Linked DNA regions of Mus musculus: region 2 is linked to region 1. Evidence: chromatin contacts called from public HiChIP or PLAC-seq data. All regions are on one chromosome and are shown on one strand. Each heading gives the region's core, a stretch centred on a gene start, on an enhancer-like site or on the middle of the called end of the contact. The rest is flanking DNA. Distances are from core to core; before and after follow the strand shown. Region 1 overlaps Orc3 (origin recognition complex, subunit 3). Region 2 holds the start of Platr9 (pluripotency associated transcript 9).

Region 1 (7,121 bases), core at 3,863-6,362:
TAAATCACATTCCCATGTCCCCTTTACTTCTGTTGTCTTCCTTAAGGCTTCAGAATTGTTTTCTATACTGTCTAGTAGACTGTAGACTGTGCGCAGGTATACTCTAGGATGACAGCAAGACAAAGAACAGAATTATAGTACAGAATGGAACCTACCTCTAGGTGGAGACATGCTACTGTCTTCTCCCTTGAGAATTAAGTCAATGGAGGGCCTGGCTGAGAGGCTCCCCTAGAAAAGCTGTTCAACATCTCCTGTAGTTAGTAAAGAACCTCCATGATGTTTCTGGGTTTGTAAGTCTTTCTGAGTACTGACTCAGGCATAATTACTCCTTTTTTTTCTATTGCACATTGGCAAAGCCTACGTACGCTTTTTAAATGTCCTAATCCTCTGGGCTTCCATAGTCTCTAAAGCTATCCTCCTGCCTCGCAGCTACCTGCTGCTGTGCCAGCCTATCTTCCTTACTTTTGGCAGCTTCCACAGGTACAGCTTGCATGCTTTGTTTGGAGAGAAGCTTTAAAATAAAACAACACCACCTAAGAAATTGCTGCTCCGCTTGTTTGGGCACTTGGTTAATTTTTTCCATGAACCTAGACTAAGGACCCCCAAAAGGGACTTCGATTTCCCTGGTATATATAATGTCTCCACTGTCTCCACAGGAGTTACCCAAGATTTCCTGTAGCACTTCTTTCCTGCCTTCTAATTCTATAATTAGCACAGAAAACCAATCCCTTCCTACAGTGTAGATGGCATCAGCATGTCTGAGTTTTTAGCTTCAGTCTGTCTATATTGTTCCTGGTTGTGAAGTAAGATATGAAAGTGATGACAAGAGCACAAATTAAAACAAGGTAACCACCTCCAGTGCAGCTGGAAGGAAGAGAAAGATGCCTACCTTCTGAAGGTGATACAGGTCTGTCTTCTGCAGCCCCTTTGGCTGTGATCCACAGGCATCCTCTTCCTCTTTGCTATCTGCTTTGAATACAACAGAGAATAGACACTGGAAGTAGAATTTATACTTTTTTAAAACATGAGCAAGACAGGCAGATGATGCTCCTTCCAGAAGCTGAAGGCAATACATATTACATTGTTTATATAGTAGTGAGATCTTCAATCACTAGCTACTGAACTCAAGCGTTTCTAGCCAGCAGAACAAAAGCCTATATAAAAATATCATACAGACTTGAAACTATTTCCCTTTGATTAGAAGCATTCCGATCCACCTGCGCTCAACCTTCCACTGTCCTGCTTTTGATTCATTACCGTTTAGCATAAGGAAGGAGGTGTATAAAAGCTATAAAAGTAACTCTAGGAAGAGGTCCCCCTAACTGATATAAACGTATGGCTATGCTGCAGGAGGATGTGGTACTCGCTCTGACTTGGGAACCTGACAATGATTTGGTTCAAATATGATATAAAAATTAGCTAAAGAATGTATATTCTTAAAGAACCAGAAGATAACTCTTGATTTTAGAAAGTTATAACCTAAGGTTAGGATAACTGCTAGCTAAATTCTTTATTTTATTCCATTCCATTACCGTGTTTAAAACTGATTATAACACCCAGCCTGATTTAACCCTCTCCAATTTAATTCTAAATTAAAATAAATATGCCAACAGTGTAAAGAAACCATAGGTGGCAAATAACCAAATATTTCTTCTTGTGAAAATTTTAAGTATACTTTGTTATTAATAACAATTGGTTTTTTAAACCAAGAAATAAAGACAAATCAGCAGGATGGTGTTGTTTTGATTCATAAAACACTATTCTTTATACTGTTGTCAAACATTTTAATCTTCAGCCTTACCATTTGAAAAATGATAATCACTTAATGCTAATTTATCATAGGATTTGTTCGCTAGGTCACATTACATGAACTCTAATTAAAATTATGGTATCTACAGTCTCTTTATGTCCTTAAGAGTTGCTTCTCATTGGTGAGAGTGCAACTGTGATCTGATCTTACACACACACACATACAAACACACTCACTCACTGAGCTGGAAGCCAAGAGAGATTGGCTCTAGTCTGTGTGCTGTATCAATAGCTGTGAAGTATAAAGCAGTTTACTTTTCTTCTCAGAGTTGAGTTTCTCGTAGCTGGAATGATCTCAACTTGTAGACTTTTAAGGTTTTTACTTCTGTGAAATGGTTCAGGGTCACTGCTGTGGAGCTCCCTCTCACACATAACTTGGAGGAAGCAAATTGGCACTGCTTACCACCTTAATCTGTAACTGAGCACCTGTCAGAGACCCCCTGCAGAGGAGCTACAGGGGTCTGAGGACACATTTCCACACAGACAGCTTGCTATAAGTAAAGGAGTTTAAAGACAAAGGAATATCTGCCACAGGAGGGAGTCAAACAAACATTCCAAAGCAGGTATTTCCATGATGCCATGAGGCAAGCCTCTTTCCTCACCCCGTCACAGCACCCCAGATAAGGCAAGAGTACAGAATGGTCTATCCAGAGAATGAGAACTGCCTGCCACCCATTCTCACCTGAAGAATGAAAATGATGTTCTTCCATTTGATTTTCTACATTGTTTAAAACAAATCCAGAGGCGAAATGCCTTTGCCTGTTTGCACTTGTTAAGATGTTACCTTCAGAGACTGGTCTGCTGACTGACACCGAGGCGTTTTGATGACACTCTGGTTAAAGGACTGGCAGGGCGGGATATTACACTTACCATCGAGGTTCTGAAACTGGGTCAGGAAATCCTTTATTTTCTGTGTTGTGTTGCCAAGCTGCTTTTCAGTAGAGGAATCTAAAACCTCAATACAGCGCTGAAGTATGCTCACCAGTTCATCCTTTGCCAGCATTCTAGACAGACAGGGACAGGCCATGTAGCACAAGTAGAAAACTAGCGCACCTCATCAAGTTACTTTTGGTAATAGTGTTTCATCCCAGCAAGAGGAACTTAACTAAGACAGGACTTATGTCAACAGCCGGAGCCAGTGAAAGGAGCCAGGGAAATGGCGGCACTTTATAACCTGAGTTTGATCCCTGCAAACTCACATAGTAGAAGGAGAAAACTACCCAGAGAGTCGTCCTCTGACTTCCACATACATGCCCCCGCCCCTAGGTGCCAACAAGAAATTAAGCACCAAATTCAGACCTAGAATTCCACATTGAGAGTCGAATCCATGACAACTTCAATGTATGAGTTTGTTTTGCAGTAAGCTCCTAACAACGCACTTAGGACATGTAGACTGAACAGTGTTTCGTTTTTCTGTCTGTACTATGTGCTGAGATGGTCGTGGTGAGTGAGGTGTTGGAGGCCACAGAAGCTATTACTCCTGGCTCATTTTGAAACCGTTTAGAACCTCTGAGCGTGGAAGACATACCTAAATGAGATACATTTCTGTTTGGAATGCAAAAGAAAATATGCTAGATTTTGAAGATTTACATTTACGCTCCTGTTCTGCCAACTAGGAAAGGCTGTTTTTCAGACTTTATACAAACAGCAGAAACTGTCTCTGATGTTTTGTACATGCCTTATGAGTCTACAGGAGGGAGACATTTGCTGCGAAGCTGCAAGCTTCTCCATCACGTGTCTTTGGTGGTGGCCCCAGTGTACCAGTCCTTGTTAGAACTGCTATGTCTGATCCTCAGCGCTGTTGAGCTCAGCTTAATAAAAACATGGAAACTATACTTGGTATTTATTGGTTTTGCTTTATTTATAGCCCCAACTTCCACTTTAGATCTAGGCAAATAAATTTTGAAGGTACGCGCGCCTTTTAGTCTGAATTATGAACCTATTAGCAGTGAAACAATCTCATGCAAGTCCCTTAGTCCCTTTCTATGGTTCAGATTCCCAGGGAAAACGTGGCTAACTAACCTGCCGGAAAGGTGTGCTGCACTGGACTGCAAAATGTGCTCAGGGTGCCTACGATAGTACTGGCACACAGCAAGCGCTCGCTCAATAAAAGGCAGTTCCTGTTATCAGCATTACTTCTATAGTCCAGGAACTGTACCCTACTGGATTGACATTTATGGGCTCCAACCAGATTACTAAACCCGAAATTTTATGAGTAAGTTTTTTCCACATCAATGAATTTATGAATTTGGGACTACCTAAGAGGAGAGGGATGACAGATTCCAATAATAAAGTTATAACACAAGGCATCAATTGCCCGGGGTGCTGGAGAGGTGACTTGGGGTAAACTTGCTTACTCCCTAGCAATACCAGCTTACCTCAGTGCCATCCTGGACTAGCAAAGTCTCAGAAACCTTCTATTCTAAATTTATAAACACACAAAAACAATTTAATGACATTTTTAAAATGGGGAAAAAAGGTCTGAGCATGGTGTCATGCACCTGTAACCCCAGCACTGGGGAGGAACTGCAGTGACTCATGGCTGGACTAAATCCTCTTAGCTAGACCAGCAAGGAGTACAAAGCCTGCCTCAGAAACAAAACTTTTCAGTGAAAATCAAATTTCTTTGGGGATTTATTTTCCATATAGTAAGAAATTTCAGTTTCATAGTTACAGTGCACCTAAATCACTAATAATTGTATTCCAGTTTTTAGAATTTGGGTCAGCTTGAGTAAGAATGTCCCCTGTATGTTCATGTGTTTGCACATTTGAGTATCAGGTAGTGGTGCTGTCTGGGGAGGCAGAGGAAGTGCAGCCTTGCTGGAGACAACACAGCACCGGAAGCTGGAGGCCAGCTCTGTAATCCTTGTGGTTCCATGTACTGGCTAGTTTTGTGTCAACTTGACACAGCTGGAGTTATCACAGAGAAAGGAGCTTCAGTTGAGGAAATGCCTCCATGAGATCCAACTGAAAGGCATTTTCTCAATTAGTGATCAAGGGGGGAAAGGCCCCTTGTGGGTGGTGATAAGAGAGCAGGCTGAGCAAGCCAGGTGAGGCAAGCCAATAAAGAACATCCCTCCATGGCCTCTGCATCAGCTTCTGCTTCCTGACCTGCTTGAGTTCCAGTCCTGACTTCCTTTGGTGATCAACAGCAATGTGGAAGTGTAAGCCGAATAAACCCTTTCCTCCCCAAAAACCCTGACTAAGACATTCCAGAAGCCTGCCACCTGCTGCAGTGCTGCCTGCTACCACCACAAAGTAAACCCCCGCAGCTCCCTTCTATACACTGCCTTGGTCATGGTGATTTATCACAGCAACAAAAAGTAAGTAACGTCCTACGGTGCCCGTCTGTTCTTCAGGGCATGCAGGGAATGAGGACTAAAAATAAATCTAGTTAACAGACTTCTTTCTAACAAGTTCCGGTTGCTAGGTGTGGCATGTACACTGCCAGAGGCATAAGGATTCTGAGTTCAAGGCCGGGCCTCTGCTACCCAAGGAGGCATTATCTCAAAAGGAAAATAACTGAATACTGTGTTTACCTCCACATTTGTACCTACTGAGGAAAGTTTAAACCTTGATAAAAACCTACCTCTCATTTTGGTTCCCTTTCTCACTATGGAAGTGACTGCTATCTGCATGCGTGAGGAGAATGCACACGGTGACTTTAAATACAATGCCCCACCCCCACCCCCCACGGCTCATATATTTGAACACTTAGTCACCGAGTAGAATTCTAAAAGAATTGTAAGGATCAGGAGGTGTGGCCTCCTTGGAGAAAGTGTGTCACTGGGGGGTGGGTTTTGAGGTTTCCAAAGCACATGCCAGACCGAGGCACTTGCCTGTGTGTGCCAAGTGTACTGGTGCTCTCTGTCATGATCTCTGCCTCTCCTCTGCCTAGGGACTAGCATGTAGCCCTCAGCTCCTGCTGCCTCACCTGCTGCTATGCCTTCTCCTCTCCCCACAAGAGGATAATGATCAACCTCTGCAACTGTGACAAGCCCCCAGATAAATGCTCTATTTCATAAGAGTTGTCATGGCCTTGGTATTTCTTCACAGCAACAGAACAGTGCCTAAGACAATGCACATGAGTGTGTGGGTAGAAGTACCCATGTGTATGTATGTAGGATACATGCAAGGGATGACAGCAGGGGTCCTCCCTATTGCTCCAGCTCCACACCCTTTTTTAAGTCTCCGTTACTTAGGTGTGTTTGTGTTAGTGCACATGTGTGTGCACAAGAATGTTACAGCACGTGTGGAGGCCACAGGACAACTTGTGAATGTCAGGTCTCTCCTTTATATGGCTATCAATGACTTGCTCAAGCTGCGATGTGTGTGGAGCCAACTGAAAAGCCAGCCCTCCACCTTAGTTTTGGAGACAGGGTCTCTCACTGAACCCAAACCCTGAGGTTTTGGGCTAAGCTAGCTCACCAGTGAGCTTCCAGCCACAATGAGGTCTGAACCCAGGTCCTCTCCAAGAGCAGCAAGCACTGAGGCCCCTCTCCAGTCCCTAACTTGTTAGCTTTTAATCACTTAGGGAAACTCAGTCAGATTGGAAAGTGAAAATTACAAGACTGGCAAGACCTTCTTTCTGAGTTCAGCACCCAAACCTTGGAGGCCAACAGCAACAAGGCTAAGAGGGCCCAAAACCACAGTAAATGTGTGTCCCTTTCTCTTAAAGGGACTCCTTGGGTAAGTTGTTTGTCCTGAACAGAGGCCATGAAATCTCCAAAGGCTGGGCTCCAGCCAGTATACGTCCCCTAGGGAAGAGAGTTGGTGGAAACGGGCATGCCCCAGATGCTTCCACAGGCAGCTACATGGTCAACAGGGATTTCCATGGCGGTGACCCATACCTACAGGAAGGACTCAAGGAGACTGATGACTTTCAAAATAATGGATACCTACATGGTCTTAAAATGCAATAGCAAAGTACAGCCACAACCATTAAACAGTTTTGCAAGGTTTATCACATATGTGAGATTTCAGAATGTTACTGAGTCCCCTTGTTGAAGATTAATCTATTTTCCAGGAAATACTGAAAATGAGAACCAGGAGATACCTACTGAAAGAGTAAACCAGTTGAGTACTTTAACTTTTTCTTCACAAGAGAACCCAAAATTAAATTCAGATAGGAATCTATGCCAAACAATCAAAGCCTTCCTTGAGCACTCCCTAAATCTCTGTCTTTCTGTTCATTCACGATTGATGTCTTCCAGATTCCAATGCCTAAAACTTTATAAATCTAACTAAAGGCTGCCAACACTTGACCCCTTGACACCATGGCCTCCTTCTACCTCAAGTAACACTATGCATCC
Region 2 (6,512 bases), core at 3,134-5,633, 330 kb after region 1:
TCATACGGAGTGCCACTGTAGCACTTGCTACTACCACAAGTCGTAGCTTCTGAGCGCGCAGAGGGCTGTGCTGACGGCTGCTGAGCCGAGCCATTCAATGGCGCTGTGTGTCACCACCTCCTCCCTACCAGACTTCTGACGCGCTTCAGTTACACACTGCCTCTTTACGGTTACATCCCTTATACTTCAGTACAATCTGCAGTCTCTTCTCGTTAGGGAAATATGTAGTATTTACCACGGTTCCGTCAGAAATAAAGCCTTTTAAATCATCAATCCCAGATGTGCCGCCTTCTTTGAAAACACAGCTGTTTGCTTTTGACAAGGTTGATCTCGGGGTTGAATTGGGGTTGAATTGGGACTCAGGGGTCTGACGCTGGAGAATCTGGCTTCCATCTTAACTTCTGCCAGCAAGCTGTCCATTCTGACAGAAGGTTGTTTATCAGACAGTTCGCTGGGATGGGAAAAAGTGGTATGGAAGTTCTGTTTTTACTCACTTTTCATATCTTCTTTACATCTATCTCTATTTTAATACATTGCATCAAAATACAGATATGCTATGATGACAATGCATGCACATAAACTATAGGTATATATACCACAAATATATCATATATTGTAGATATTTGAGTTGAAATGTTTTCACTGGTGAAAACGTACAATCAAGAAACAAAAAGTAGGGCTGGAGAGATGGCTCAGTGGTTAAGAGCACTGACTGTTCTTCCGAGGGTCCTGAGTTCAAATCCCAGCATGGGAGAACATAGTGGCCCACAACTATCTGTAGTGAGATTTGATGCTCTCTTCTCAGGGATCTGAAGACAGCTGCAGTGTACCTACATATAATAAATTAGTAAATCTTTGGGCCAGAGCAGGCAGGGCTGGAGAAAGAAGAAAAAGTACCTGAAGACAGCTACAGTGTACTTACATAAAATAAATCTTTTTTTTTTTTTAAATAATAGAAAGAAACAAAAAGTAAAGTATATTTCTCTGGGGATTGGGGAAGGCAAAGTCTCTCTAAGCCCAAAATTTCTACTTGGTTTATACCTTCCCAAAATAAAGTCTCTGTTAGTCGGGCGGTATGACTGGGGACAGGCATCACTGTCCTCAGCGACAATTAGACATTGCTCTAAAATTCCAGAAGACCAGATGTTTTTACATTACACAATCAGGCAGTTCTGGGTGTGCATGAATACATGACAAGAGCAAGCTGTCAGTGAGCAGCCTGGGTGCGGGAGGAGCAATACCAAGCACTTTCACTCAGTTCTAGCCAAGTGCTGAGGCCAAGGACATTGCTCTGCAGAGGAGCATGCGCAGAGTCTTGAGTTCAACCCTCAATACCAAAAGCAAGCAAGCAGACTAACAAAGCGCTTCAGAGTTCTGTCCGGGGGTTGCAGTCATATTTCCTGAGCTTTAATATCTACTGTGAACCTTACTTTGAGGACCGTAAGATATCCATAAAGTCCTATTATTGATGATTGAAATTAAAGCTATTGCTAAGTTCTGTCCCTAAAAGAACCTGAAAATTTAAAACACAAATTAAAAGCTTCTTTTTAAAAAGCCATAACCAGCCAGGCAGTGGTGATGCACGACTTTAATCCCAGCACTTGGGAGGCAGAGGCAGGCAGATTTCTGAGTTCGAGGCCAGCCTGGTCTACAAAGTGAGTTCCAGGACAGTCAGGGCTACACAGAGAAACCCTGTCTCGAAAAACAAAAACAAAACAAAACAAAACAAAACAAAAAGCCATAACCACCACAGGTAACGTTTTCAAAAATTAATACCAAGCTGCTCATGGTGTAATATGCGTCTAGTTTCAGCACATGTGACACTTGGTGGGTGGGGGCACAGGAGTTCAAGGCTAGCTTGGACCACATGAGATCCTGCCTCAAAAGCAAGACAAGTGGACAGTGGTGGTGCACACCTTTAATTCCAGCACTTGGGAGGCAGAGGCAGGCAGAGTTCGAGGCTAGCCTGGTCTACAGAGTAAGGTCCAGGACAGCCAGGGCTACACAGAGAAGCACTGTCTCAAGAAAACAAAAACAGGAACAAAAACAAAAACAAAACAAAAAAGCAAGACAAAAAAGTGGAAAATACAGCCGGGCGTGGTGGCGCACGCCTTTAATCCTAGTACTTGGGAGGCAGAAGCAGGCGGATTTCTGAGGCCAGCGTGGTCTACAGAGTGAGTTCCAGGACAGTCAGGGCTACACAGAGAAACCCTGTCTCGAAAAACCTAAAAAAACAAACAAAACAAACAAACAAAAAAAAAAAGTGGAAAATACATAAATATAAATCTTACCCGTCACAAACATATTGCTTTATCACTGACTAACCAATCAGTTCCTTAGTAGATTGGTATACATTCCAGGTGCCACAGTAAAAGGTAAAACAGCTGAGTATACTTTTTAAGACACATCGAGGGGCCAAGCATGGTGGCACACACCTTTAATCCCAGCACTTGGGAGGTAGAGGCAGGTGAATTTCTGAGTTCAAGGCCAGCCTGGTCTACAGAGTGAGTTCTAGGACAGCAAGGACTGCAGAGAGAAACCCTGTCTCGAAAAAAAACCAAAAACAATAAAAATAAAAATAAATTTAAAAAATGTTTAAGACACATCAAAGTACACATGAAGATTGGTCATTGTTTGGTTTTGGTATTGTAAGGGTATGAAAATCACTGAAGGAAGACCCCAGACTCAGATAGTATGCAAAAATAAAGAACATTTATTCTTCAGAAAAATCCAGCATGCTGGGAGCAACCATTCTCTAGACCCCAGACAGAGGCACACAGGCCTTCTTATAGGGAAGAACATTTTATGGGGCAGCTCTCTAGAAGGATTAGGTAATCTAAAATCTCATTGGTGGGTACTGGGGGTGAGGGTCACAGGTGATCGGTGGTCTGCATTCCTATATCATGTGATAAAATAGGACTGCCCTTAGAAGATGGCCTATTATGAGATAAGCTATTTCCCCATTCTTGAGGTTGTCCCCAGGCTGTTCTTTGGGAGGGGGTTTTATGATCTTTTTCTGGATTTTATGGTCTGTCCCTGGAGCTGCTGTCTTAAGGCCTAGTTTCTGGGACTTAGGGTAGCTGACTTCAGACGCACCAGAAGAGGACGTCTGATCTCATGACAGGTGGTTATGAGCCACCATGTGGTTTCTGGGATTTGAACTCAGGACCTTTGGAAGAGCAGTCAGTGCCTTAACCACTGAGCCATTCATTTCTCCAGCCCCAGATCATCCTATGTTTAGGGGGAATTGAAAGGATGCTCAGGTTGTAATGGGGCATCATCCCCATGATCATCCTGATCGGCCAAGTTGACGCTGTGACCATTAGGAGGAAACATCGTACGTAGCCAGACTGGTCTCCACTGCTAGGTACAGTGGTAGATGACACTAACAGACTTTGCTCCGGATCAATTCACACACAAAGTTTTGTGGAAAGCTTTTGGGGCCCCTTGGCAGGAATCTGACATCGGGCCAGGACGAGGAAGTAAGCTCAGGCAGGAATCTGATTTTAGGCTAGAACAGGGAAGAAAGTTCAGGGAGGAATCTTACTTTAGGCTAGTACAAAGAAGTAGGCTTTAGGCATGAATATGACTTTGGGCTAAGACAGTGAAGTAGGCTAAGATAACTTGGCCACCCTGAAGAGAAACTGTCCTTAGAAACAGTGACCTTGGGAGTGATCACAGGACCTTGTTTATTGCCTTGCTTGTTCCTTGGCTATTTCATTAATTAAGAAAATGCTCTATATATAGGCTTACCTACAGCCAAGTTTTATGGAGGTATTTTTCTTAATTGGGGTTCCTCCCTCTCAGATGACTCTAGCCTGGGTCAAGTTGACATAAGAATCAGACAGCACACCTGACAACACCAAACACAACTCCAATTTAACTTCAAGCAATCCCCTGCCTCAATTCTACCCCAATATCAAGCACGACTATAACCCTAACCCCAGTGCTATCCACAATCCCTACCCCAACCCCGAGTTTAATACCAACCCCAATCTCACATCCAAGCCAACACAATCCCAACTCTAACACCATCTCCGACTCTACTCTAACCCCAACTCCAACAGCACATCCCTAAACCCCATCCCACCCCTGGCCATCTCCACACCCAAGCACAATTCTAAACATAACCTCAAGCCCATCCCAAGACTTGCCCCCACCCTATGCCCAACCCAGTCTCCAATACCAACTTCAAACCTAACCCAAATGCCTACCCATACCCTAACCGTAACACCAACCTCAAACCCACCCACCCCTACACTTAACACAACCACAACCCAGGCACCAAAGCCAACTCTATCCCCAAACCCAATTAGCTACAATCGTAACCCCAGCCTCAGCCCGGAATCCAACCTTAACTTTGTATGTGGAATTACAGCCAGCTAAACTTCACCAAAGATCCACTTTCCCTTTTATCTGCCCAATCTACAGCTCTCCTTTATTTTACAAATTAAGGTGGGAAGCAGGTTTACAGGAAATCACCTGAGTGCTGACTCATTCCTTGTTCACAACCACGCACTGGAGAATGGAATTAACATCAAATATAATCAGCCCCAGGGCTATTCACAACAAAGTGCCACTTAAGCAGTGAATTTATGAGAGAGGACAGACTAGCAGAGATCAGTGACAGACAACTCTGTCTGTTCCTCTCCTGCTGACAACTGCCAGCTCAAGCCCCCTAAGGAGGACATTTTCCTTGCCCAGTTCCACAGCTGGTGATGTTTAGTGAACTCCAGAAGTAAAAGCAGGAGCTGTTAGCCTCCACCTGTCACTAGCTCCAGAAGCCTGGGCAGGTGACTTCTACAGCTTTCTTCTTTCCGTTGCAGTATATGTGAAGAGCTGCAGATGTTTGGTAGTTCTTTAAAAAAAAAAAAAGTTACAGGCTATATGGATAATATTACAATGAAAATTATACTTTGGTTAAGAAATTTCAGGCAAATTCACCTACATTTATCACAGGTTCTCCTGCTGCCTGTCTCTTTGTTTTTGGTTTGGTTTGGTTTCTTTCTCACATACAACACACAGTTTTCTGTTCAGTCGGGTTTTCCTGGGGACCTATGTCACGCCACATTCTCATCCACACAGAAAGAGTAACAAATGAAACAGGACGTTCGGGTAGAATTAGAAGCTGGCTGGTCTTTGGTGTGTTTTGCTTATTAGGGCTCTACTTTTGCATCTTAAAGATTTCAAGATCTACCACAAAATTCAGCATATGATAGAGAAGAATTCCAGTCATTCCCTGCCTTTGCACATGCTCAGTCCCACCCCGCACTCCCAGGGCTGTGCACAACCCCTGCCAGGGTCTCTCATTGATTACAATGACTGAGAATGACACAGCAGAGAAAAGACCACATTTTGGACAAATGGTGCCAGGAAAACTGGAGTCCCAAGTATAGAAAAATGAAATTGGACATGCTTCTATCACCTGACACAAAAGTAACTCTAGATGGATCAAAGACCTAAATGTGAAACCCGAGACACTGAAAGTGTTAGAAAATACAGGCAGAACCCTACAGAGTGTAGGTCTGTGAATAGACTTTCTGAAGAGGACTCCATTTGCCCAGGGATCCAGGGCAACGACTGACAGATGAAACTCATAACACTTCTGCAAAGCCAAAGAGATAAATATTTTATTCCCCACCCCCAAAAGCAATCTACAGATTCAATGCAATTACCATCAAAACTACAACACCATTCTTCACAGATGTGGAGTGGAAAATGCTCAACTTCATACAGAAAAGCAATAAACTCAGAATAGATAAAACAACCCTGAGCAAAAAAAGAACTGTTGGATGTTCCACCATTACCAATTTCAAGTTGTACTAGTTAGCTATAGTAATGAAAACCACATGGTATTGGCATAAAAACAGACATGTTGATCAATGGAATCAAATTGAAGACCCAGACCTGAATCTATACACCTATAGACACTTGATTTTTGATAAAGGAGTCAGAAATGCACACTGGAAAAAAGACAGCATCATCAACAAATGATGCTCGTCAAACTAGATGTCTGCATGTAGAAGAATGCAAATAGATCCATACTTATCACCCTGCACAAAACTCAAGTTCAAGTTGATTAATAATCTCAACATAAATCCAGATACACAAAACCTGATAGAAGACAGAGCGGGAGCTAACCTCGAACACGTTGGCATAGGCAACAACTTTCTGAACAGAAAACTGTTAGCAAAGGCACTAAGATCAACAGTTAATAAGTGGGACCTTATGGAACTGCAAAGCTTCTATAAGGCAAAGGACACTATCAATCAGACATAGCAGCAGCCTACAGAATGGGAAAAGATTTTCACCAATTCCACATCTGATAGAAGACTAATATTTAAAATAAAGAAAGTATTCAAGAAACTAGATATTGAAATACCAAGTCATACAGTTTTTAAAACGGGGTACATATCTAAACAGAGAATTATCATTGGAAGGTTCTCAAAGGGCTGAGGAAGACTTAAATGTTCAACAAGGGCTAGAGAGATGGCTCAGTAGTCAAGAGCACT

What was found. HiChIP or PLAC-seq counts read pairs in DNA pulled down with a chosen protein or histone mark.
Region 2: an H3K27ac HiChIP or PLAC-seq map of embryonic stem cells shows a contact between it and region 1, with 2.2 times the contacts expected there. The contact joins the promoter of Platr9 here to the enhancer-like site in region 1. A contact is called at or near these places in 1 of 39 promoter capture datasets (embryonic stem cells), 2 of 15 datasets of contacts at CTCF or cohesin (large pre-B cells and pro-B cells), 7 of 484 Hi-C or Micro-C datasets (the HPC-7 cell line, the P5424 cell line, cardiomyocytes and 2 more), 4 of 115 datasets of contacts at active chromatin or transcription factors (all in embryonic stem cells) and 3 of 9 other capture datasets (adipose tissue, embryonic stem cells and liver).

Annotation. Positions count from the first base shown.
Region 1 is chr4:34,577,064-34,584,184 of GRCm38.p6, forward strand. It overlaps Orc3 (origin recognition complex, subunit 3), which reads right to left. Exons shown (of 20, transcript NM_015824.4): 14 at 2,680-2,813; 15 at 890-969. Among named protein-coding and RNA genes, the nearest start is that of Akirin2, 30 kb to the left of the region's middle. Within about 2 kb of position 5,113, at least 54 of the 459 cell types and tissues checked have an H3K27ac peak or open chromatin away from gene starts, as enhancers often do. A contact at or near this core is called in the HPC-7 cell line and embryonic stem cells, where this site is marked.
Region 2 is chr4:34,907,098-34,913,609 of GRCm38.p6, forward strand. Platr9 (pluripotency associated transcript 9) reads right to left here and starts at 4,384. Exons shown (of 3, transcript NR_040652.1): 1 at 4,354-4,384; 2 at 3,754-3,853; 3 at 2,692-3,511. It overlaps Cga (glycoprotein hormones, alpha subunit), which reads left to right. Exons shown (of 4, transcript NM_009889.2): 4 at 1-277. The coding sequence ends at 46.